Regions from separate parts of the Sus scrofa genome. Here region 2 is linked to region 1. A link is a contact called in public HiChIP or PLAC-seq data. All regions are on one chromosome and are shown on one strand. Each heading gives the region's core, a stretch centred on a gene start, on an enhancer-like site or on the middle of the called end of the contact. The rest is flanking DNA. Distances are from core to core; before and after follow the strand shown. Region 1 overlaps ARMC10 (armadillo repeat containing 10). Region 2 holds the start of PMPCB (mitochondrial-processing peptidase subunit beta).

The links. HiChIP or PLAC-seq counts read pairs in DNA pulled down with a chosen protein or histone mark.
Region 2: a contact with region 1 is called in an H3K27ac HiChIP or PLAC-seq map of alveolar macrophages. The contact joins the promoter of PMPCB here to the enhancer-like site in region 1. A contact is called at or near these places in 4 of 5 promoter capture datasets (fetal liver, liver and skeletal muscle), 22 of 47 Hi-C or Micro-C datasets (adipocytes, alveolar macrophages, blood and 13 more) and 2 of 2 datasets of contacts at active chromatin or transcription factors (alveolar macrophages and skeletal muscle).

Annotation. Positions count from the first base shown.
Region 1 is chr9:103,204,908-103,208,908 of Sscrofa11.1, reverse strand. It overlaps ARMC10 (armadillo repeat containing 10), which reads right to left. Exons shown (of 6, transcript NM_001244923.1): 4 at 3,840-4,001; 5 at 350-421. Among named protein-coding and RNA genes, the nearest start is that of ARMC10, 27 kb to the right of the region's middle. Within about 2 kb of position 1,633, at least 17 of the 83 cell types and tissues checked have an H3K27ac peak or open chromatin away from gene starts, as enhancers often do. A contact at or near this core is called in alveolar macrophages and skeletal muscle, where this site is marked.
Region 2 is chr9:103,314,239-103,318,239 of Sscrofa11.1, reverse strand. PMPCB (mitochondrial-processing peptidase subunit beta) reads right to left here and starts at 2,079. Exons shown (of 13, transcript XM_003130241.4): 1 at 1,922-2,079; 2 at 798-938; 3 at 1-69. The coding sequence starts at 2,020.

The DNA of each region.
Region 1 (4,001 bases), core at 384-2,883:
GCATACACAGTGCAGGGTACGGGGCCGAGCAGATGAGTGTGACAGGTCCTTTCTGAAATGGCACCACCTGCACTTCCTTCAAAACACTTACCATAGCTTTCAATTATCGCTCATTTCTTACATATTTTTGTCTCCTCCCGCTAGACTGTGAGCAAGATGATTTTTAAAAGTAAAATATGTCTATTACATAAAATGTAAGGAATTCACGTAGGCAAAAAGAACCCCCAAAAAACCCCACCCACCTTTAATATTGCTCCACAGATATAATCCCTGTTACTATTTTGGGATAAATCCTTTCCTTCCAGATCTGTCCACATCTATTTGTATAGACAAAATGAAAGCTCTCTACCTGGGCACCAAGGAGTCCATCTGTCATGGCTGGGTTTTCAGACAAATTCAACAGCAGTTTCAAAACTTGAACCTGAAATAAGAGTATCAGTTTGTCTCAGACCAGCAAGCATGGATTTTCTCTCCCTGGCATGCTGCCGCCAACCATGTCCACATTTTAAAGTTCTGCCTAGTTTTAAGATTAGACTCTCATTCTCTCCTCTCCACGAAGCCTTCTCAATCCATCTTAAAGCTGAGTCTTCCAGTTATATTGATAGGGAGAAAGGGAGAAAATAGTGAATTTCTTCACTACCCACCCCGGCCCACCCACATACCTAACACAGGGTAAGGTAAACATGTGTTACATAAATGCTCTTTGTTAGGATTACTAGTAAGTGAAATATCATCTTTGGAACAAAAAAGGAATCTCTCAAAGCTTAGTGTTTCTACTTAAAGTATGAAAATTTAGGGACAATTTCGTTATGAAGGCTAACAATATGGTTCTTTTTATTGGTTACTGTGATTCTTGGAGCTTATCTTTTTATGTGAAAAAAAACTTTCAATCATTTAAATAGGCAGTGGCATAAGTAATCAGCAGACATGTTAACTTATGGCTGACAAGCTAAAATATTAGCATTCTTACCACTTATAATTGAAAAGTCAGGAATACAAACATTTGAATAGAATTCTTCCTTTAAAAATACGAGTCATGTAAAACTATACTTTCTACAAAATATTTGAAATTACAGATGCTGAGGACCTGGGAGAGGAGACTGACATCCAGAGAAGGTGCCACACGTGTCCTTCACTAGACCTGGGAAGGAACCTGGATATTATCTTTAAAACTTTTTTTTTGGATTATAAAGGCATTGTGTTTACTATGGAACATTTTTTTTAAACTATAGGAAAGCACAGAGGAAAAGGATATTCACATTTCCACGAACAGAGACCATAATTACTAAGTTTGGTATTTGCTTGCTACTCCTTATACCTATATCCTATGTACTCACATTCCTTTGATCACACTCCACACACTAATTTGTTAAGGAGGAAGATACAAGGCTTTCCTTAATTTTACTGTTTTTATCAATTAAAAAAAAATCTTAGAAATTTAATATATGGCCATGATGCATTTCAAACAGTGCGGATGGGAACAAGGTAACAACATAGGCCTGCCCATCTCACTCCCCTGCAGAAACCACTGCAAACAGTTTCCTGCCCTTGCAGAGAGGAAATTTTGCAAGCACATGCTTTATTCATCATAGCCTTAAGGGGAAAGCGCAAAGATGACTTCTGACCCTGTAGTGAGCTTCCTGGGGGTCACTGTCGGACCTGGTCTGGCCTGACTGGCTCAGCAACACTGAGAATAAGTGTTAGGAAGAAACACTTGTCTCTTTTAAGTTTTGATTAGGAAAATGAGGAGAGTTATGACACAGGATGGTCCTGAGCCGATGAAATAAGCCTGGATGAAGTCAATAAAATCTAAAAAAGGCCTTTTTTTTTTTACAACCGGGAACAGTAACAGCAAGTTAGAATCCTGCACTAAAATTTCATGTTGCTATGCTCCACAGAAGGGAGTTAAACATGACAAAAAGTATACATAATGGTAGAGTATTTATGACTACAGATTAAACAGCTATGTGTGTATATACTGTTTTGAAACCACGAACAGATTTTTTTTTTCCCCTTCTGGTCACATATGCCACCTTGTGGTGACTCCAGGACATTTCTTTAAGCCATTAGTTTTTTTTTTTTTTTTTTTTTGCCTCTTGGCAGATGCAGCAAACACAACATTTCTTTATAGTCATCTTCCGCTCTTTATATTTAGTTACGGATCAGTGTTGAGCCTAAAAGATTATTATAGATCACTCATTAAAAACTATGTTGAAAATTCACGTCAGTAGTTATTTACTAAGACAATGTCTAAATCGGATACATCTTCCCACTTACAAATAGATTACTATCCAAAAGTTCATCTGCAAGTTGGAACTTTAAACTCATTTTTGTATGGAGAAACAATTGGTAGCTAGGTTCCCAGACAGACTGAAAAGGCAAATTTTTGATTCCAGAAATACCATGCTAGGCAATGTCATGGAAAAACAAAACAAAGCAAAAATGGAACATACTATTGTGGTCTGAGTCACTTTTTAAGAAGCCATAAAGTATATGAAAACACAGACCATGTCTGGGACAGATCTATGAAGCCCCGAGACAGACGGGCCTGGCTCTGAACACAGTGTTCCTCTGAGGTTTTGGGCAGAGCAGCTGCAGGGAGAAGCACAGGAGAGATTTCTCCTCCAGCGGCAATGCTATGGGGGTAGATAGAGCAAGGGGAGTTTCCATGGGGCTCAGGGGCTGGATGTTACCTTGCTCCCTGGAGAGAAGGGTGTTGACAGGTGTGTGTGCATTCTGGAGATTAGGTATGGATGGAGCAATATTGCTAGAGTATTGCCAGTGTTATTACATCGAATCGTGAGTGCGTCCGGGTACATCATGGACCACATCCAAATAAGTCTGGCGACTGGAAATGGGGAAAGCCCACATAAAAACGTCTCAGAACAAATGTCACCAGGACCATAGCGCGGCTCTCTGATAATCACCGTGTCATAACCTCGGGAGTAACTCTCTGTGAAGCTGAGTATCTGGAGTTTGGCTTCACATCTGGTCCTTCTTTTCAACTGTGCCAGAGAACACAGACCAATACAGTAAAACACTGATGAACAATCGACTCAACTAACAGAATCTTTGACTACCTTCTGTTCTTATGCTGTTTCTTAAAAAATGGCACTTGCTAAGAGTGCACACTAATATGAAGGGTTTACTTGAGGAATTTTCACAGGGCGTCCTCGTTAATTCAGCTTCATCTCTGTTGCCTCCTCCATCTACCTAACAGGTCAACGTGGAGCACTGAGACATGCGTTACTAAAACTTCAACGTCTGAGTTTTAGAAAGATTTTTCAACAGCTAACGGCTGAATAAAAAGAAAAGTTTAATACTGAGGTAAACAAAAAACTCAATTACCTAGCACTGTTCACTCAAAGATTCCTTTCAATCACAATGGTCCTGCATCTTGTGCAGGGGTCGGGGTGGGGAAGGGAGCTACTTCAGTAAAACATAAACTGATTTTCAGAAAACCAAGTGAATACCCATCTATTGATAAGTGAAAGAGGTCATTTTCAAAATTCTGAAATTTAATATTGGGGATAAAAATAATATACTTTTTAGGCCCATATTAGGATTTTTTCTCTTTTTTGAGGGGACATCAACTTAAGATGGGTGATCTGTAAACTCAATTCCAATCTTTTTAATTAATTAATTTATTTTTTTGTCTGCGCCCTCATCATGTGGCAGTTTCTGGGCCAGGGATGGAACCTGTGCCACAGCAGCGACCTAAGCTGCTGCAGTGACAACATCGGATCCTTAACCCGAGAGGCCACAGAACTCAATTCCAAGCTTAATGAGCTGGATGCAACACCTCTGTGCAGCTCGGGTAATAACCATTTCCTTCATACCTTGGTGCTTCCATTTCCCGTGAGCAACACGTGGAACAGGTCTGCAATGTAGGTGCTCAGCATGTGCTGGTGGTCATTGGTAACTGTCATGTTTGTCAACAGCCTCAGTCCAGCCAGCTGCACGGCCGAGTTCAGGGGACCAGACAAGACGTCCTCGCAGAC
Region 2 (4,001 bases), core at 830-3,329, 110 kb before region 1:
CAGAAAGTGAGCTGTTCCATTATTCTTCTCATTTTCATATCGACTCCCAGCATCAATCCAAAGCCCAACCTTAATGCAATCAAGGAAGAATTAAGTAAAACATTATTTTCTTTCTTTTGAGGGATGGGGTAAAACTAGGGGGCAGTCTTCTTTCTTTTTCTGACAAGTGCTTTCCAGTCTTAACTTGAGTGGATTGACAGTACAATCCTAAGAACCATGAGACTTAAAAATTCTGGTTATCAGGCTACTAAGGTGCTACAAAGCCTACTTACCAGCTTCACTAAGAACCTGGATTCTTAGCTCAGTGTGTTACTGCAGTCAATTAACAAGCATAGTATAAAGAACATCACGGATTGTCAGAAAGTCTAGGTTCAAATCCTGGTTCAGTCAAATATTAGCTGTGTGACCCAGGACAAAACCACTTAACTTCTCTGATCTTGTTTTTCAACTGTAAAATGGATATGATGATCCCTGCTAAAAAGAACTATTTTTAAGATCAAGTATGACAATATATATGAAAACATCTGACAGAGTAGTCTAGCAAATATACTTCTCTCATTATTATCAACACTACATGACAATGACAGGCTTCAAGAACCAGATGTGTAGACGCTTAAAGTACACAAGTACCTGGTATAGAAGTAGTACAGAAGAGATTCACAAGTGAGAATCACTTTTGTCAAGGCAAAATAACTGCCCCTATTTTCAACCACCTGCCAACTAACTGAAAAGCTTAAATTAAAGTCAGTAATTTGCTCTCTCCTAATGAGAGGTCAAACTGATGCCGAAACACTTACTGTGCATGTTGAGAGCCCAGAGTCTTCAGAGGCCACTCTGAGTCCGTTCTCCAAACAGGTTACTCTCGTTTCAGGAACATTCAGAAAAACTTGTGTAGCAGCCTGTGTACTTCTCAATCTGTTTCCTCCAAAATATAATGACTGGTTGGGGATGGAGGGACGAAGTAAAACATCACTATTGTAACATGAAAGTTGATCAGAAAACCAAATCTATCTCACAAAGACCCTCTCTATAAAGTACTCTTTCCCCCTCAACTTTTATTCCACTGGGATCCACCCACACCTCTGGCCTAGTCTAGGAACATTCCTCAAGCGACCATCGTTATCCAGAGAGAAAACTGCTTTGAATACTTCTCCAAGAAATGTTGAATATTCACTATAGAAGGAACAAGCCAAGGGGCAAGAAAGGGAGAGAAAAATATAAAAATACCTACATAACATTGGTGTAAGGTTCCCACTGTTCAAAAAAAACTAAGTCTTGAAAAAGGCAGAAAAAGAGAAGATAGGAAGAAAGGCTCAAGACACTGGCTGATTGATTTGCTGACTATGGACTACACGCCTGTCCGCAGTCTTTCTTTTCCTTTATACATAAGTTAAAAGTCCCACAAAGTCTAGAGAAAGCCAGTCTCTGAGGAGAAACATACAAACTTTTCCTTTAGCTACCCTGGGGTTCGCAGGAAGCAGAGGTGAGGATAAAGACACTGAGTTTTAGGCAAAAACAGATATCTGGGGAGTGGGAGTGTGTGTGTGAGAGAGGGTGTCCTCACTTTTTGATTTCCCCCAATTTGCAACCACTGAGATTGCAGTAACCAACACGTACTCTTTACAAGAACTTTTGAGTAACTGGGGAAGGGGCCGGCAACCAAAGTCATGTCTCATGTCACTGGCAGGTCACGCACTGCGGGTGACCAAAGCCAGCTCAGCCCCGGCGGGTGACAAGCCTCCCCGGCCACCTGATGACCCCCGTATCCCAGCGGAGGAAGCCACACCCACTGTTGGGGGCGGGGGTGGCAACTCGCGCGGCCGGGCCGACAGCCTACGGCTCAGGGTCGCCGAGCGGAGTCCAGCGGGAGAGGCCCTGGCCTGGTCCCGGGCGGCATCCAGACAAGTGAAGGGAAGCTCACCTGCCTTGCAGGGCCTCCGACCAAGAGCCTCTTGGAGAAACCCCAGAGCCGCTTCCGCACCGCGGGCAAAAACACCGCTCGGGCCGCCGCCGCCGCCATCTCCGCTCTGGACAGTGTGAGGGATGTGTTTCCGGGGTCGTGACCGGAGGTCCCAGACGTGAGGAGGGGACCCACCTAGTGGCCGGGATGGGAATGGCACTCCTCTAAGCGGTTGTGGAAGAAATAGACCTGGATGTGGTGCTGAGCGGTTTCCCTAAATAACAGCAATTTGGGAAGCTGCAGAAACCCCTGTATCAGCAGTTACTTTGATCACCTAAGACGTTCAAGGTACAAATGTAGAAGAGATAAAGGTAACGTGGTGCAACGTATCATGCCATCAGTGGATGAAATTAATCAGAAGAAGTGGAATATGATCCATAACTCACTGTCCATGGAGGAAGCATCTCCTACAGGAGACACGTGGTGAGGGGAAGGAGGTATTAGTGTTGACGCCTAGTCACTCCTCAACACTCGACAGTCTGACTCGTTCCATGCTACAGAAATTGCTCTTGCTGAAGCCGCTAATTGCTGAAAAATGAACACTTCATAGACCTGTAACCTTATCATATAGTCTTACTGGCTTAATTTGACATAAATCTGTATGAATTTTTCTTCCACGTTGATCTTAGAGCTCTTCCTCCTTCTCCTAGTCCCTTCTTCACCTTCTTGGGCAGCTGTTTATTCACAAAGCTCTTAATGAAACTAAAAATAGCAAGCACTGTTCTAAGTGTGCTATTCTTCTTTGGGGGGCCTTGCCCAGGTGTGCAAAAGTTCCCTCACCAGGAATCAAACCTGCCCCACAGCAGCGACAACAAGGGATCCTTAACTCACTGAGCCACCAGGGAACTTCTAATTGTGCTCTTCTCATACTCTTTTTACAGAGGTAGAAACTGGGGTAAAATAACTTGCCCGGGGTCAAGATGCTAATTACAGGCTGTGTGGCTCCAAAGCTTTGCTCTTAAAGTCCATGCCCTTTTACCCTGAAAGTTGGTATTTCCCTGGGTCTGGGCCTCTTCTCCTATTGCACACTCTCCCTGAGGGTTTCCACTTTGACCTGAAGACTTACCCTGTTTACACAGTCAGACCTTTCTCTTGAGCTCCAGGCACATTTAACCATTCAGTGACTAGACAGTTACACTGAAGTATCCCATTGGTGCCTCAATATCAACGTGTCCAAAATGCATTTCACTGTCTTGCCCCTAAGTTGCTTCCTGTATATGCAATGCAAAACAGCCAATGATACTTCCATTCACCAGACCTCCAAGCCAGAAACCTGGATTTCATCCTCAGCTCCCTTTTTTCCACTCTGAACATCCTACCTCTTGAATCTGCTCTAGCCCTACTGTCATAGTTTTTTATCCAAGGCATCTTTTAAGAATGCACCTTTTAGCATGACAGTCCCATTATAAAGAACCCCACAGTAACTTCCCTGGGTCAGGATAAAGTGACAGCAGGCAAACAGTTAGACACAAGCAGAGAAGGGGTGCGTGGGGCCAAATGGCAGGAAACCACACCTCATGCAAATAGCAGGGCCCATGTGTGGATAGAGAAAAGCTGGAACCTCCAGACTAATAGGAAGCCACACCTTTTGGGGTGATAAGTGCCCTAGAGGCAGACAAAGAGCATGAATCTCCAATGCTGGATGTAACCTGTTGCTCATTATGCCCTAACTATAATAAAATTATAATAAAAATTAGTTATGCAGATAACAGGTACCCATCATACACCAACGCCATGACGCTTCTAATAAAACTAAATAAGGACAAAAATCCCTCCTCGCTTTGGGAAGATCAAGCTGGGATGAGAATTAAGGAATATGACCCCCAAAGCCCACCTTCCCAGGGATTTGAATATTCCACCCATAAAATTAGATGCCCTATATAACTGGTGTGCCAAAAAATGCAGGGCAGCTGCTTGCCTCTCTGCCCACTTCTCTTTAAGAAGTGTATTTCTCGTTTAAATAAATCCTCATTTTTTTTTCAATTTTCCATCTCGTTTCTGAATTCTTTCTGCGACAAGATAAGAACCTGACCTTCAGAAC